Linked DNA regions of Thunnus thynnus: region 2 is linked to region 1. The links are chromatin contacts, called in public Hi-C maps. All regions are on one chromosome and are shown on one strand. Each heading gives the region's core, a stretch centred on a gene start, on an enhancer-like site or on the middle of the called end of the contact. The rest is flanking DNA. Distances are from core to core; before and after follow the strand shown. Region 1 holds the start of fam43a (family with sequence similarity 43 member A). Region 2 holds the start of xxylt1 (xyloside xylosyltransferase 1).

Evidence for each region. A called contact is a pair of places that touch in the nucleus more often than the background predicts.
Region 2: a Hi-C map of heart shows a contact between it and region 1, with 6 times the contacts expected there. The contact joins the promoter of xxylt1 here to the promoter of fam43a in region 1. A contact is called at or near these places in 3 of 3 Hi-C or Micro-C datasets (heart and muscle).

The regions. Positions count from the first base shown.
Region 1 is chr8:16,693,199-16,700,240 of fThuThy2.1, reverse strand. fam43a (family with sequence similarity 43 member A) reads right to left here and starts at 3,163. Exons shown (of 2, transcript XM_067596792.1): 1 at 3,066-3,163; 2 at 1,096-2,957. The coding sequence starts at 2,928. The coding sequence ends at 1,888. It overlaps lsg1 (large 60S subunit nuclear export GTPase 1), which reads left to right and starts at 4,609. Exons shown (of 14, transcript XM_067596787.1): 1 at 4,609-4,957; 2 at 5,499-5,625; 3 at 5,979-6,099; 4 at 6,185-6,271; 5 at 6,363-6,449; 6 at 6,541-6,601; 7 at 6,755-6,931. The coding sequence starts at 4,859.
Region 2 is chr8:16,853,304-16,860,345 of fThuThy2.1, reverse strand. xxylt1 (xyloside xylosyltransferase 1) reads left to right here and starts at 3,628. Exons shown (of 6, transcript XM_067596794.1): 1 at 3,628-4,212; 2 at 4,302-4,389; 3 at 5,590-6,215. The coding sequence starts at 5,694. All of the region lies in intron 2 of ptger3 (prostaglandin E receptor 3 (subtype EP3)), which reads left to right. srsf11 (serine and arginine rich splicing factor 11) reads right to left here and starts at 2,607. Exons shown (of 12, transcript XM_067596797.1): 1 at 2,245-2,607; 2 at 820-953. The coding sequence starts at 2,366.

The DNA.
Region 1 (7,042 bases), core at 1,914-4,413:
ATGCTGTAGGGCTCCAGGGTACAGCCCTGGCAGACAGGCGCGCAGAGCTAATGGCTTAATGCATCAATATCTGTGTGTTTGAGTTGTTACTGTTATTTCAGTCTGGGGCCAAATGAACGGCAACTGGAACTGTGTGGCGTTTTGTGTAGGCCTGTGTCTGTCTGTGAAAAGGAAGTGACAGAGACAGTGACAGTGACATGTCTTCCGCATTTAGAGCAATGTGAGAAGTGGTGTCACTGTTGCCAAGTCACATCCCTCACTGACCACAGGCCACATGTGCTGGAATGAGAAGTGATTGTGACTGTCTCCTTGCCGATGCAGTATATATCAGATATTAAGCGTAATGTACTGGCATTTAAAAGAAGGAACTAATCTAATCTTTTATCAAGGTCAAATTCAATTATGAACTGATAATTTCCGATAAGTTGAACTGCACAAAGGAAGTATATCCAATTCATTTTGTCAAACTAGACACATAACACTACTAATTAATGGGGCAAACATATACCTGCTGGTTATAATATATGATTTCAGACTCATACTAATACATTGTAGATTTACAGTACTTCTTTTAACTCTTAAGATATTTTCTGTAGCTTACAATCAAAGGAGGACAGACGTAATAGCAAATAAAAAGCCATCAGTATCTTATTAAGGGAGCTCTGGCGCTTCTGCTTCCTTGTCATTAAGAGCCATGTGATGTTCTAACTGCTTGCGCTTGTGGTGACGTCCTCCTGTGTGGCCTTCCTTCCCCTGAGGCCAGCAAGAATGAATGAGCCTTCAGTACCCTAACTAAATAAGTTCAACTACAGCCTGTTCCCTAGAAGCAATTTGGTGAAAGGACATAAGCATCCGTCCAAGACTACTGAATGAAATGCATATTTAAAAGCAGCATAGATACTACAGTGATAACACTGATAATGCTTATAGCCTACAGTTGTAAAATGTAGTCTCTGTCTGTGACTTTTTTCTCAGTAGTGTAAATCTGACCTCAATTTGAGAAAGGTAAGTCCCTGCTCATACTGAAGGAAGACATGGCCTACTTGTTTTCCAACACAAATATACACATACATAATGAACTATGACACATTCATATCACTTCCTTTTTTTTTATTGATAATGAGGTTCCTGTGAGGTTCACATAACAAACCACATTTTTTATTCTTTAAAAAATAACATATTTATACTTAAAACATCTTACTTTACATCTTAATACATAAAGGTGTTGTTTCTTTTGCACAGCAAAGATATGACATTTATGTTTCAGACAACATACCAACAGACATTATGTACATGGTAATCAACATAATACTTGAATGAATTCCACAACAGTGCAAAAAATAAAATAATTGAACAGGCTGTCACAAAAGCGCCCTGACATGAACATTAAAGGGTGCCTGATTAGGCCCATTGAACCACTTATGAAAAAAAAACGAGACGTGCTTTAAAAACAGAGTGTTTTTTTTTTTATCATGATGGACATTTTTCAACAGAAAAATGCCATTTTCACGAGAGAAAAAAAGGTAGGTAAACAAGCTTGAGGCTACAACAAATCCTCTTAAATAAAAGAGATGGAATTAGTGCTGTGCGTCCTAAGGCGCACTGGGGTTTTGTCGGTTCAACCAGCCATCTCTCAAATGGGCATGCACTTGTTTTCCAATTTTTTATGGGTGTATACAATCCTAAAATATAATTCTGTAGCTAACTTGTGCTGGTTATTGTCCCAGAATCTCTGAGGATCTTTTCTGGATCCTTTAAATTAGTCATGGAGGCACAAATTAGAAAAACACTCCAGCACAAGGTTGACGAAAGAGGAAATGTTTTTTTGTGGAGACATCATAGCTCAACAAAACAATGAGTCAGAGGAGCACAGAAATGCCTAATTATTCAGGCAATTTCCTGCACCTTCACCTCTTCAAACCCATTAGTGAGCAGAGGGGGCTCCTGGTTGCTCTCTATGGAGGATTCACTCCCCGTGCTCTCTCCAGAGAGAAGTCTGGTGACTCTGAGGTCAGCTTTCAGTGTCTGCACATCGTTTCCTATGCTCATCTCCCCCAAGTCATTAATAATCTGAGTCAACTCCTGTTTACCATTAGTAACACAATCATCGTCCGTGTCCAGAATGTCCTCACATTCGAAGTGCATCGCTTTCTCCTCCTCCTCCTCCCCGACCAAGTCCTCCGTGATGGAGCCCAGCTTGGGCGCGCTCCGGCTGCGCTCCACCGGGGGTTTGTAGTAACACTGTCCGTTCAGGAGCTTCCTGAGGGGAACCAACGGGATGGTTTGTTCCCCTATTAGCTGTTGCTGTTGGTGTCTGGCATCGTCCCTCCGTTTTAGTCTTTTGAACTCAGCCAGGGCTGTTGCTGAGGTCTGGTACAGCAGCAGTGCCATGGCCTTTGCCTTCTCCGGCTTGGACACCAGCACTGCGTGGCAGCGCAGCATCACGGCCTTGTGCTTCATCTCGTGCCTGTAAATCCAAGCGAAAATCTTGGGTAGCCTCGGGTCCGCGACGCAGTAAGTTATCCGGTGCAGCAAGTACAAGTGTCCCGGCCGCCTGGCCTTATCGTCCACATGCACCATCCGGATCCCCTGCGAGCTGACCGTCAGCCTCATCTTGGTGCCGTTCTTGCCCATTTCGCTCTTTCCCCAGATCTTGCTCACCGCCACGTCCGTGCAGCCGTCACCTTTGGACTGGATGGTGGTGGCATTCCCCAGGTAAAGCACCGTGTATGTAGGGTCCTCGCTGGTGATCTTCACCTTTTTCCTCTTTGACTTGAACATGCTGCCCACCCTGTTGAGTGCGCTCTCGGGGCAGGACTTCGCGAAGGAGGTGAGCGCAGAATAGTTGAGACTCACCGCATAGCCCTTCTGCTTGGACTGCTTATCTTCCTCTATCAGGTCAAACTTATTCTTCTTCCAAGGCAGCATTTTATCGCTGTCAACAGGAACAAAGTCTACTGAGAGAGAAAGAAAAAAAACTTTTTATTACTACTAAATTCTACAAGTGTTTACTGTCAGGTCATTTATGAGCTACTCTATGAGAACTGAACGCAAAGACACCGTACTTCATCTGTGCATCCTCTGGAGTGCTCTTGTCCATTGTGGTGTCCCACAGCCTGAATCTTTGTGGTACAGATTACAGTCTACTGAAGGGGGAACGAACCTCGAGGTTTATATACTGGGAAAAACCATTTCAGTGTGACTGTAGGGGGGACTGAACCAAATGAAAATAGTCGTATACATTTGGGTTGACTGCGTTCATTAATACAAAACTCTCACGTTTGCTTGCTTGTTTTCAAATGACTGCAGCATCATTTTGAACATATGTAAGATTAATTATTTGGAAATAAATTAAAGTACAGACACAAACACTGAATTATTAGTTTAATGCAACAATTACACAGTAACATTTAATAACATCATACAGTTTCTTACAAAAGATGACTGGAATGTTATTACATTTTATATTTTACATACAGAAATCATTTTAAAATCTTACTACACAAGCAGTTACTTTCTGCTGGGATATTATAACCAGGTTATCATATCTTATCAATGATATAATGATAAGATATGAAATTTTCATTATAAAGTCACTGCTGAGCCCAAGCAGACAACATTTCTATATTAAAATATCCATGATTTTTCTTAAGCATCAATAGGCTGCCACATTCCCACCACAAACCAAAATCATGTTTTCTTTGTTAAATGTGTTCACTTTGTTTCTCACAGTTTTTTAAGTTAGATTTGACAGAAGTAATCTTCCCTTTAATGTGTTACTAAAGAATTTTTTCGAAATTAGAAGCGTGGCGTGCTGTCATGAAATTAAATCAACATCAGCAGTCACATCTGAGGGCAGCACAGACTTCCAGGAAGATTTTTTCATCTTAACTTTTGCTATTTTCTTGCTATGTTATGTTATATGTTTTAATGTTATAGCACTTTGAGATTCGCTGTGAAAGAGAAGTCCAGTACAAAATAAATGCATTATTGTTGATAGTGATGATGATGACGTTATTGTTATTGTTATTGTTATCATCATCATCATCACCACCATCATCATCATCATCATCATCATCATTATCATCATTATTATCATTATTATCATTATTATTATTATTATTAGCCTCCTTATAGAATGTTCGCGGGACAACGTGTGGTCTGAATTAAATGCGTTTGTCTTTCGAGAAATAGGGAGTACGGACTACAGAATATAGTAGTCAGACTATGTCAATTCATCATATTCATGAATGTGGGGTGAGGATAGCAGGGTAACCCTCATGTTGCTTTATGCTGCCATCTTTTGGTTCACATCAGAAGTGCGTTTTGTGATCGTGGAGAAAGATTTACTTGTTACTTTGCGCAATATGAAGCTTTAATTTATTATGTATAATCTATTAGCAATAAATTAATGAGAAGTGTATTTATATGTAGCCTATTTTATTAATGACTGTAAAATGCGCTACGCCTGCGGAACTAATGTTGGTATAGTCCCATTTTCTTCAGGGCACATTTGACAGCTGGACAAATAAGTGGACTGTTCCATAGCTGCGTTACTGAAGATGCTTATAACAAACGAGTTATCACCACAAGGCTTTCAAGGATGAAGTATTTTTATATTTAATATACGAAATAACTATTTAAATGTAATATGTTCAGAGTCGCTGAGGCATAACTGTCGGAATACGTCACTGACTTGGTTTGTTCCACTTCCGCTTCTTACGACAACAACGTAACGTAGTGCCATGGATACTTAGTGCACATGGGTCACAGTTGTTGCTGACATTTCTCGCATTTGCAGTTTTCAGTTTGATATTTCTACGGTGTTTTGTGTGAAGCGACAACAACAGAAGTTGGTATGGGTAAGAAGAAGGCAGGCGGAGGGGGCGGACTGGGCAGATCTCTGATAAAGGAGAGACTCCAGGCTGGCCGAGGCAACAAGAGGGGCGACTCCTGGGTATGACATGGCAACAACTAATAATGTCGTAGAAGTGATTATATCTCGCTAAATGATGACATTTTATGAAGTCTAATTTGTTGTGGCAATGTTTGAGATACCAAACGACTCCTTCATTACATGTAGGATCCGGCAAAGTTCAATGTTTTACATGTCAGTTACTGTCGCCAAACTTCATTAGAAACATGTTATTTTTTGTTTTTTTGCTTACGTAACGTAAGAAAGTACATTAACTAATACCTTGGGTAAATTCGCCATGGAGACACATGATCCAGGAGTTTGTTATTTTTCATATTGTTGGATTTTTAGAATCGGATCATTGGACTTCCTACGGTCCTATTATCCACGTGTGTTTTGATGCAAGGCACTTATGGTAATACAATCACTTAAAAGCTATGTGGGTGGAACACACTACAATTACAGTGTGTACTCATGATTGACACTTTGTCTTCTGGAGATGCACACTTTGTAGTAGTCACTGCACACTAATGTGGTACGTGATAAGTTTAGACCTAATTTGACTTTTGTTTTACACTTACAGCTCCACACCAGCGAGCTGAGTGATGGCTATGACTGGGGACGGCTGAACCTGCAGTCAGTGACAGAACAGAGTTCCATGGACGACTTTCTGGCCACTGCTGAATTGGCAGGAACAGAGTTTGTAGCTGGTAGGTGATACTTATTTTAATTCTTGTTTAATACTTGGGTTGTGCTTACTTAACTCAGGAGTTGCAGGCAGTGTGTTGTATGCACGGGTCTATCTACTCTGCTTCCTAGGAATGAAGCTCATGCCTCTAATGTAATTATCTGTCTGGGTCACAGTGTGCTGGTCCATTCCTGCTTAAAGGAACATAATCAATTCTTATAAATAAAGAATTAAGTTGGTAACTAAGTTATAAATATGTTTGAATTTGGGCATCGGCTTTTGAGAGTCTTTGAATACCTTTTTGTTGTTGTTGTTGTGTTACTGCATCTTTTTCATCTGTAATTACTGCTCTCTGTTTCTTTTTTTTTCTCTCAGAGAAACTCAACATCAGGTTTGTGCCAGCAGAAGCTAGAGCAGGCATATTAACAGCTGAGGAGAAAAACAGGCTAAAAAGGCTGCATGAAGACAACAAGCATTTCCTCAAAATTCCTCGACGGTAAGTTGAACAGATTTAGTTAATTTACTGACATATAAGTATATTTTGCATTTTTAGATGTTGTTATGTCTCTACTTGTTTTCAGCCCCCACTGGGATGAAAGCACCAGTCCAGAGGCTCTTCAGCAGGCAGAAAAAGACAACTTCCTGGAGTGGAGACGAGAGCTTGCACAGTGTGTAATATTCTGTATCCATATAGTTTATTGTACACCCATTTTGGATTATCTGTGTCAGTAATCTAACTATTAAGTGTTACTTTTAAAGGCTTGAAGAAGAACAGAAGTTAATTCTCACACCATTTGAGAGGAATCTTGAGTTCTGGAGACAGCTGTGGAGAGTCATCGAGAGGAGGTAGATACTGCTGCCTGTTCATACATGTGTTTAATGAGCAATGTGTTCTTCTTATGTGATGCTTAAAGTAAAACCGTTTGTTTTCTTGTAGCGACGTCGTTGTTCAAATTGTCGATGCCAGAAATCCTTTGCTGTTCAGATGTCCTGACCTGGTAAGAACATTTATTTTTAATGGTTGCAGAGTTAGTTCAGTGGGGAATGCAGCGTGTGTTACCGCTTATAACTAGCAGAAATACTGAAGTCAAGGTGAGCTTCACTTCTGTTCTGTTTATTAAAGTTCTTTTTTCCCCGTTGTGTGCTGTAAGGAGTTGTATGTAAAGGAGGTGTCGGAGAATAAGGTCAACATCCTGCTGGTGAACAAGGCCGACCTGCTGACCAGGGAGCAGAGGCGAGCCTGGGCCAAACACTTTGAGAAAGAGGGGCTAAGGGCAGTTTTCTGGTCTGCGCTGGCTGAAAGCAATAGACTGGATGCAGAGGAAAAGGTGAGACAGTGGAGCTTTAATGATGAGCTGTATATAAAAACGTCATAATTATGACAATAATATAATAATAATGCATTTGCATTCCGAGGAGCAGATAACTGCTGGGGCTCA
Region 2 (7,042 bases), core at 2,379-4,878, 160 kb before region 1:
TGAAACCTATAAAACGTCACTAACATAGAGGCAAAGGATTTTTTTTAACCTGCTCGCTGATACATGCTGTCAGTGTGAAAACCATAAATTGAAACTACTGGCTGCAACTGATTGATTCAATAGGTTAAAAATAAACAAGGGATCAGGAATTGGTTCAGGCTTGACAATCAATTACAAAATGCATCTATCGGCCTCATTACCAATCCAGCACATCAGCTCGGGGCATCCCTAGTTTGGTGCATGCCTACTGATTGAAATACATTTATTAAAATTAAAAAAAAAAAAAATCCCTTTAACATGTGAGGAATTAAGACTGCCCTGCACCCTCTCCCCCACCCCCTCATTTTGCTTTAAGACTTGTGTGGCTCTTTTTTTTTTTTTTTATAAAAAAGATGCCTTGAATAGAGAGAGAAAAAAAAAAAATAAAGAGTTAATATTTTACTGCGGAACAAGAGAGAGAAGGGGCTTGCGAGCCTGGTGCCATTATTTTTTCTAATCTCCTGATGGCAGTAGAGGATCACTTTCAGCCAGCAAGGAAGGGGCTCTCTGCAAATGACTTGTCCACTATGAAAACCACAACACAAATAACAGAGAGAGAAGTTTACAGCTAGATTGCAAGACATGGACACAAATGTACATTTCCCTTTTACATACCTAGAAATGCCAAGCGCTGAAAAGCTTAGCTAATTTTGCTTGGTCAGAAAAAAACTCACAATGGCTCAGATAGTGTTTTGTAATGCTATTAAATACACCTACACATTGCGATGCATGTTCAGAGATAGCCATGTGAGAGAGACAAGAAAAAAAACAGACACCCACCTTCAGCAAAAGGGACCACAATCAAGGCTCTGTCCACGAAGACGGTGTTCGTCAGGTGTTGGGAAACTCCCACCGACTCAGACTCAAGGAACTTTACAAAACAGACACGTGAAGTCACAGGCAAGGGAGAGTCACTGGAAGAAAATACAGATATGTTGTGCAAAGAATACAAACAAGTACACCCTACATGCCTTCTTGAAACTGTTAGTATGTGTCCCGAGGGACAATTGAGTTAATAATGGATTATAAACCAGTCTCTCCTGCTTGCTCAATGTATCTCCTTAAGATAAAACAACGTCTCCTGATAAGTTCAATGTCTGACCTGTTTTTTGATCTTGCCCAACAAGCAGCCTATAACATTTCCTACCTGCATAGTGGCCAGGTCATATTCGATTGAGGAAAATACAAAAGCAAAAAACAATTATTTCCTAACATAGTCAATGTTTGTGATAATGTCTGTTTTCATATATGAGCAATCAATATGATACATTTTCCCAAATACTGGACTAATTGTTTAGTCTATGAAATGTAAGAATGAAGTAACAAATGCCCTTCACAACTATCCAGAGTTCAAGTTGACCTCTTCATGTAGCCTGTTATGTCTAACAAGCAGTCCAAAACCCAAATATATGCAAACATAAGGCTGCAACAATCACTTTAGATTATTCTACAGATAATTGTTTAATTAATTGATTGAGCGATATGGTATGAAATGTCGCTTCTAATAATATCCCAAATTCAACAGTGATGTCTTCAAATTGCTAGTTTTATCTAACCAAACCCTGAAAAACATATATTTAATTTACAATGATATAACAAAAAGAGGAGCAGCTAAGCCTCACTTTTGACATGCTGGGATCCAGAGATTAGGGGGCCTTTACACTGATTACTAACCTAAATTATTGATTGTCAAAATTGCAGCCGACTACATTTCTGTCTATTGATTAATCGACTGATAGTTCAACTCTGTATGATTTACAGTGTCGTAATAACCCTGAAAGAAGCAAATCCACACACTGGAGAAACTGGAACAAACTATCATTACTAAAAAACATTTCATCAAGGTATTTAACTTATACAATTAAGTTAACCTAATCGTTAATTGTAACAGTTAGTAGTTTTCAGATAATCAACTATTCGACTAACACTAGTTGTTTCAGCACTAGTTACATCCTGTCGTCTGTGGGAGAGAGGGGATTTAAATCTGGGCTAAATCACTCAGACATAACCACACAACAGGATAAAGTGTCCCTCATGTAGCACCATTAAGGGGAGTGACTGCTGCTGCACTCGTAAAGACGCGGGCAAACGTTAGCATTAGCATGCCGAGCCACGAGGCCTGCTCGACCATACAGGCCTCACGAAGAGCCCAGCGTGAGCTTGGCAGGAAAAATGTTTCACTAACATATTGTCCAGAATACTCACTCAGGTGGAAACAGTTTGAGCTCCTCTATGTTTCCGAGGAATCCAAACAGAGTCCTCATTTGCTCGGACGTTGTGCTCGGCGAGACATTTGTCACCTGAATGACGTGCGTGTTGGAATTCATTTTCGCGAGTGCTAATCAAGCTAGCTAGCTTTGTGCTAGCGACGTGCCTGAATTTAAAACAAAAAGGACCGGCTAGGTAACGTTTACGAGGAAAACAACATTAGGCAAATGCAAAAACTAGCATCTTTGTTGTAGAAACCAGGTGGTTAGCTTGTGTAACGGACAAGAAGACAACGGCCGCGAGCAGAGAGCAACAATGCCGCTACCGAAAATGTCGTGACAGTGATGCTGCGTTCACGTGTTGTTAGTAAACTCGTACTCGTGAGTTTCACTGGAGCAAAAACAACGCGCCCCATTCAGGGCGGGTTCATTAAAAGATCCCTTCATAATGTAAGTGATGGATGCCAAAATCCACAAGCCTTATTGAGGGCAAAAATGTATTTAAAAGTTTATCTGAAGCTAATATGAAGCTTCAGTAGCCCAATTTTAAAACAAACTCCCCCTCAGTATCAGATCAGCTGAATCAGTGTCACAGTTTAAAAGCTTTTAAAAACCCACCTGTACAGACTGGCATTTGTATAATATTTCATAACGTCTACTCAAATGTTTTTATGTTGTTCTTTTTATATTTTATCTCTCTATGTTTGACTACTTCTTTACTGCATTTTCTGTGTATGTTGTTCCTCTAAATTGTTTGTTTTATTTCTCTATATTGGTTGTCTTTGCACCTATATTTTATGGTACTGTATTTTGTGAAGCACATTGTAACATTTTGAAAGGCACTATAGAAATAAAGTTTGTTATTATTATTATATTATCATTAAATTAGCTGAATAAAGTAATTACCATTCAACATTACAGTCTTTTTAGTGCCAAAGTCCCTCTTTTTGTTACTATACTTGCACTGCAGCTCAACAGGGAAACACTGTCTGAGGAAACATAAAGAGGGAATCTAAAAGGAATTTAAAAATGCTAAAAAGACTGTAAATGTGGTAGATATCAACTTGATGTGACTAACACAGACCGCTGAGGCCTCACATAAGCTTCAGATAAACTTTTAAATGCATTTTTGCACAAAATTACTGTATTTTGCCTTGGTGTTGTAGTGCATAACAGTCAAAAATATACACAAAATTAAGTAGTCCTAAATAAGAAATTTTCTGTAAAAAAAAAAAGAAAAAAAGTAAGTGAGAAGAGCTGCTACAAGTTTAAATTGAAGAGAATGAGATTAAATGTACAAAGTATTGTCCAGGAGTAAACAATATACAGTGTGCAATTAATAATAATAGTAATAATAGTGATAATACAAGTTGCGTTGATGCAATGTGCCATGTTAGATCAAAGATCACAGATTTGCAAATATAAAATTATGACTTTCAGTATTTATATGGGCGCACTAGACACAAAAAATGCAAACCTATGCTTTAAGCCATTTAAGTCTTTCTAAAGAATTAAAGAAGAGTTTTAATTCGTTTTCAAAAGGCTGACAATGTTGGAATTTTCGTTCACATGCCAAAATTACAAGCTCATTTATTTTCCAATAGTCCGTAAAGGCATCACGACTCGGAATACGGCTGAACCCAGAGTGGGTGTGGTCAAGGTTGCGTCACAGTATTTTGTTGCTAGGCTTCTAGCTTGCGGCTTCTCCAGAAAATCTTTACACCTGTTTTTTTCTTCTCGAAATAACACAGTCATGCAAACGTCGCGATAGTTTTAGAACGACAGCGCTATGCACATATATACATTGGACATTTGTAAACAAACAAATGGTGCTTAGCCTCGCGCTTGGGTCAAACAAACACAGTGTTTAGTGTCGGAGGGCAGCTCGGCCATCCACATCTAGGCGCTAAAGCCGCTGCTTGCTAGCATCCCTCGTAGCCAGCGTGTCAACAGGTTGCTGCAGTGTGTATGTTTGTTACTACAAATATTTCGATTATGTGAATTTCATCGTAGTTATCGTACTATCAGTAAAACATACTGCCTCTTAAACTTCAGTAACTCGAGGCAGTCAATTCCCCCAAACAAGCTGTCAAGATGGACCTGCAGAGAGCTACATGACATGACATGACATGACATGACACAAGTAAGTCCTCTTCATATGAAAACGTGGATTATATTTTCTATGCATGGTATATATTTATGGGCCTTTCTGTGTTTATGGTGCTATATTTATGTGAAGAAAACACTGCATAAATGCAGAGTTCTCGGGAAATGAGTAACTTTAATTGCAAGTATGTTGCAAACAGCACAATTAAGACAGGAAACAACATGATGAAACACTTTCAACCATAACATTGTACCTTTTGGCTAGGCTAAAAACAATACCTAACATATCATTACAAGATTTGATTCGATATTTTTATGGATCTGCATAACACACCAAGCAAAGGAATAACATGTTAAAGCGAGAACACGTGTTTCCAACATGGTCCCAAGATGTTAAATGACATATGTAAAACATGTGACATAGCTACTCCATTAGTCTATAGACAGGAAATTAATCAGCAACTATTTGGATAATTGATTCATCGTTTTAGTAAAATTTAAAGCAGAAATGCCAAACATCTGCTGGTTCCAGATTCTCTAAATGTCAAGATGGGCTGCTTTTCTCTGTTTTATATAATTGTACACTGAATATCTTTGTTTTTGTTTTTTTATTGGGGGTTAGACAAAACAAGACATTTTCACTATTATCTGACATTTTTTGACTAAATGATAATCGATAGTGAAAGTAATCATTAGTTGCAGACCTAAAATTTGTAAACAAGAACTACATTAGTGCAAACTAAACCAAAAAAAATAAGTATCATCATCTAAACACCTAAATACAACAAAACACAAATAATAGTTCAAGTAAGAATTAATTAATTTACTAGAGCCCGACTGATACATTGGCCAACGATATTACCAGCTGATATAAAAAAAATGTGTGTTTCATAATGTGTGTGTATATATTCTGCATATATAAGATTGTTGTCATACATACAAAGAGAGAATTAGCAACATGCACCCTTTCATTTGCAACAATGATTGTGATTTTTAACCCCCAATTAAATAGAGACTAATTCAATTGGCTGTATTTGTTTATACCTGAGATGGGAAGTGCATTTATTCAAAATGTAATGTTATCAAGCTTCAAATCTACCCGTGGATGTCAAACCAGAACCTTTTGTTATGTGACCACAAAGACAGTTTCCTTTTCAGTTTAAGAAAAGGTACAAGGAATGTTTTTTTACACTTTTACCCAAGGCTTGGACTAAAATGAGTATTATTTCTCTTGCAGGTGTATGTTGGCAACTAATCAAAAGTTACCCTGAACTGGAAGGGCACAAAATGGTGAAAGTTTTCCCATTTACACCTCCATTCTCATGACATGAACAGGAAGATATGGGCATCCTAAGACTGGTAGCCAGAATCATGGGTAGGATCAGTACTTTCAGATCCTATCAGTTTGTGCTGCTCCTGGCTGCTGCACTTGCTGTTGTAGCTTTTTACTACTTTGGCTCAGAGAAGCAGAACTTCTCCAGCACCACAAAGAGGATCAAGCAGACTCAAGCGAGCCACAACAGCAACAGAAATGATGCGGACCTAACCGTGGACACCAGGCTCTCACACCCGCCTGGATCTGAGGAGCAAGAGCGGGACGTAGGAGGAGAGAGTGAAGGTTTTAGCAAAGGGGACAGCGAGGACGTTGAGCAACGCTACCATGCACTCATGATGTTCACCAAGGTGGACAAAAGTCGGAGCCTGCAGGACAAGTTCAGGGTGGCCATGTTGTCGATGGTGAAGCACAGTCACTTCCTGGAGGGAGAGGTGCTGGTGCTTCATTTTGTGAGCGATCAGGCCAGTCAAGAACTGGGAGAGAGGATGCTGCAGGAATTCCTCCTAGACGCAACATTCAAGTATGAGGTAGGCAGTGTGGATACCCAAAAAAATATCTTATATATTTGACTGTATGATGGAAGTTTAGTTTAACAACATTCCCGTTTCTTTGTGTTTAGATCATTTAAATGTCTCGTCTCAGGCTACAGAGAAAAATAGTTAATGTATTGATGATAAGTAAGGACCGAACACAACGAATGTACAACACATTGGTATTAATAGTAAGATTTTTGTAGTGACACACAACCACAAATATGTCTGTAAGACTATTTGTGATGGTTTATTGTTGTATTTGTCTTGCATTTTTTGGGTGGGCTGATTAAAAACATTCTACATGTGGAAAACTCTGAGGATTATTCACCTATTTTTGGCCTGTTATTCAATTTTTAAGGTCCAAATTTGTCATGACACCAGCACTGTTTTTTCCTTTGTTTTTGAGTGTGGTATACATGTGTATAACATCTTGGAGAGGTAGTTGCAGCTCCAAATTGGTTACATAGAAATGATGATAGATTATAAAAATATTTAGTTTGCTTTTATATTGGATATAACAAACAAATTTAAACATTTCAGTCTTTGCAGTTTCAGGTTCAAACCCATATTAATCAGTGGTTATAGGTGGTCTATAAATTCAACACATGGGGGCAGTGTGGCCCTGCCAAACTAATCCCTGACCAATGGGGATATCCCTCCCCTACTGTGGTCTCTCTGCCCCATAACAAGGATTATGTCCCCTCTCTGTCGCACTGGTTCATATAGTGTCATGCCCTGTTTTCCTTCTTTTGTATACTTCACAGAGCACAAGATCACAAATTTGTTCACAAACTAGTTATCCTGCCCCAAATCCTCCTCAC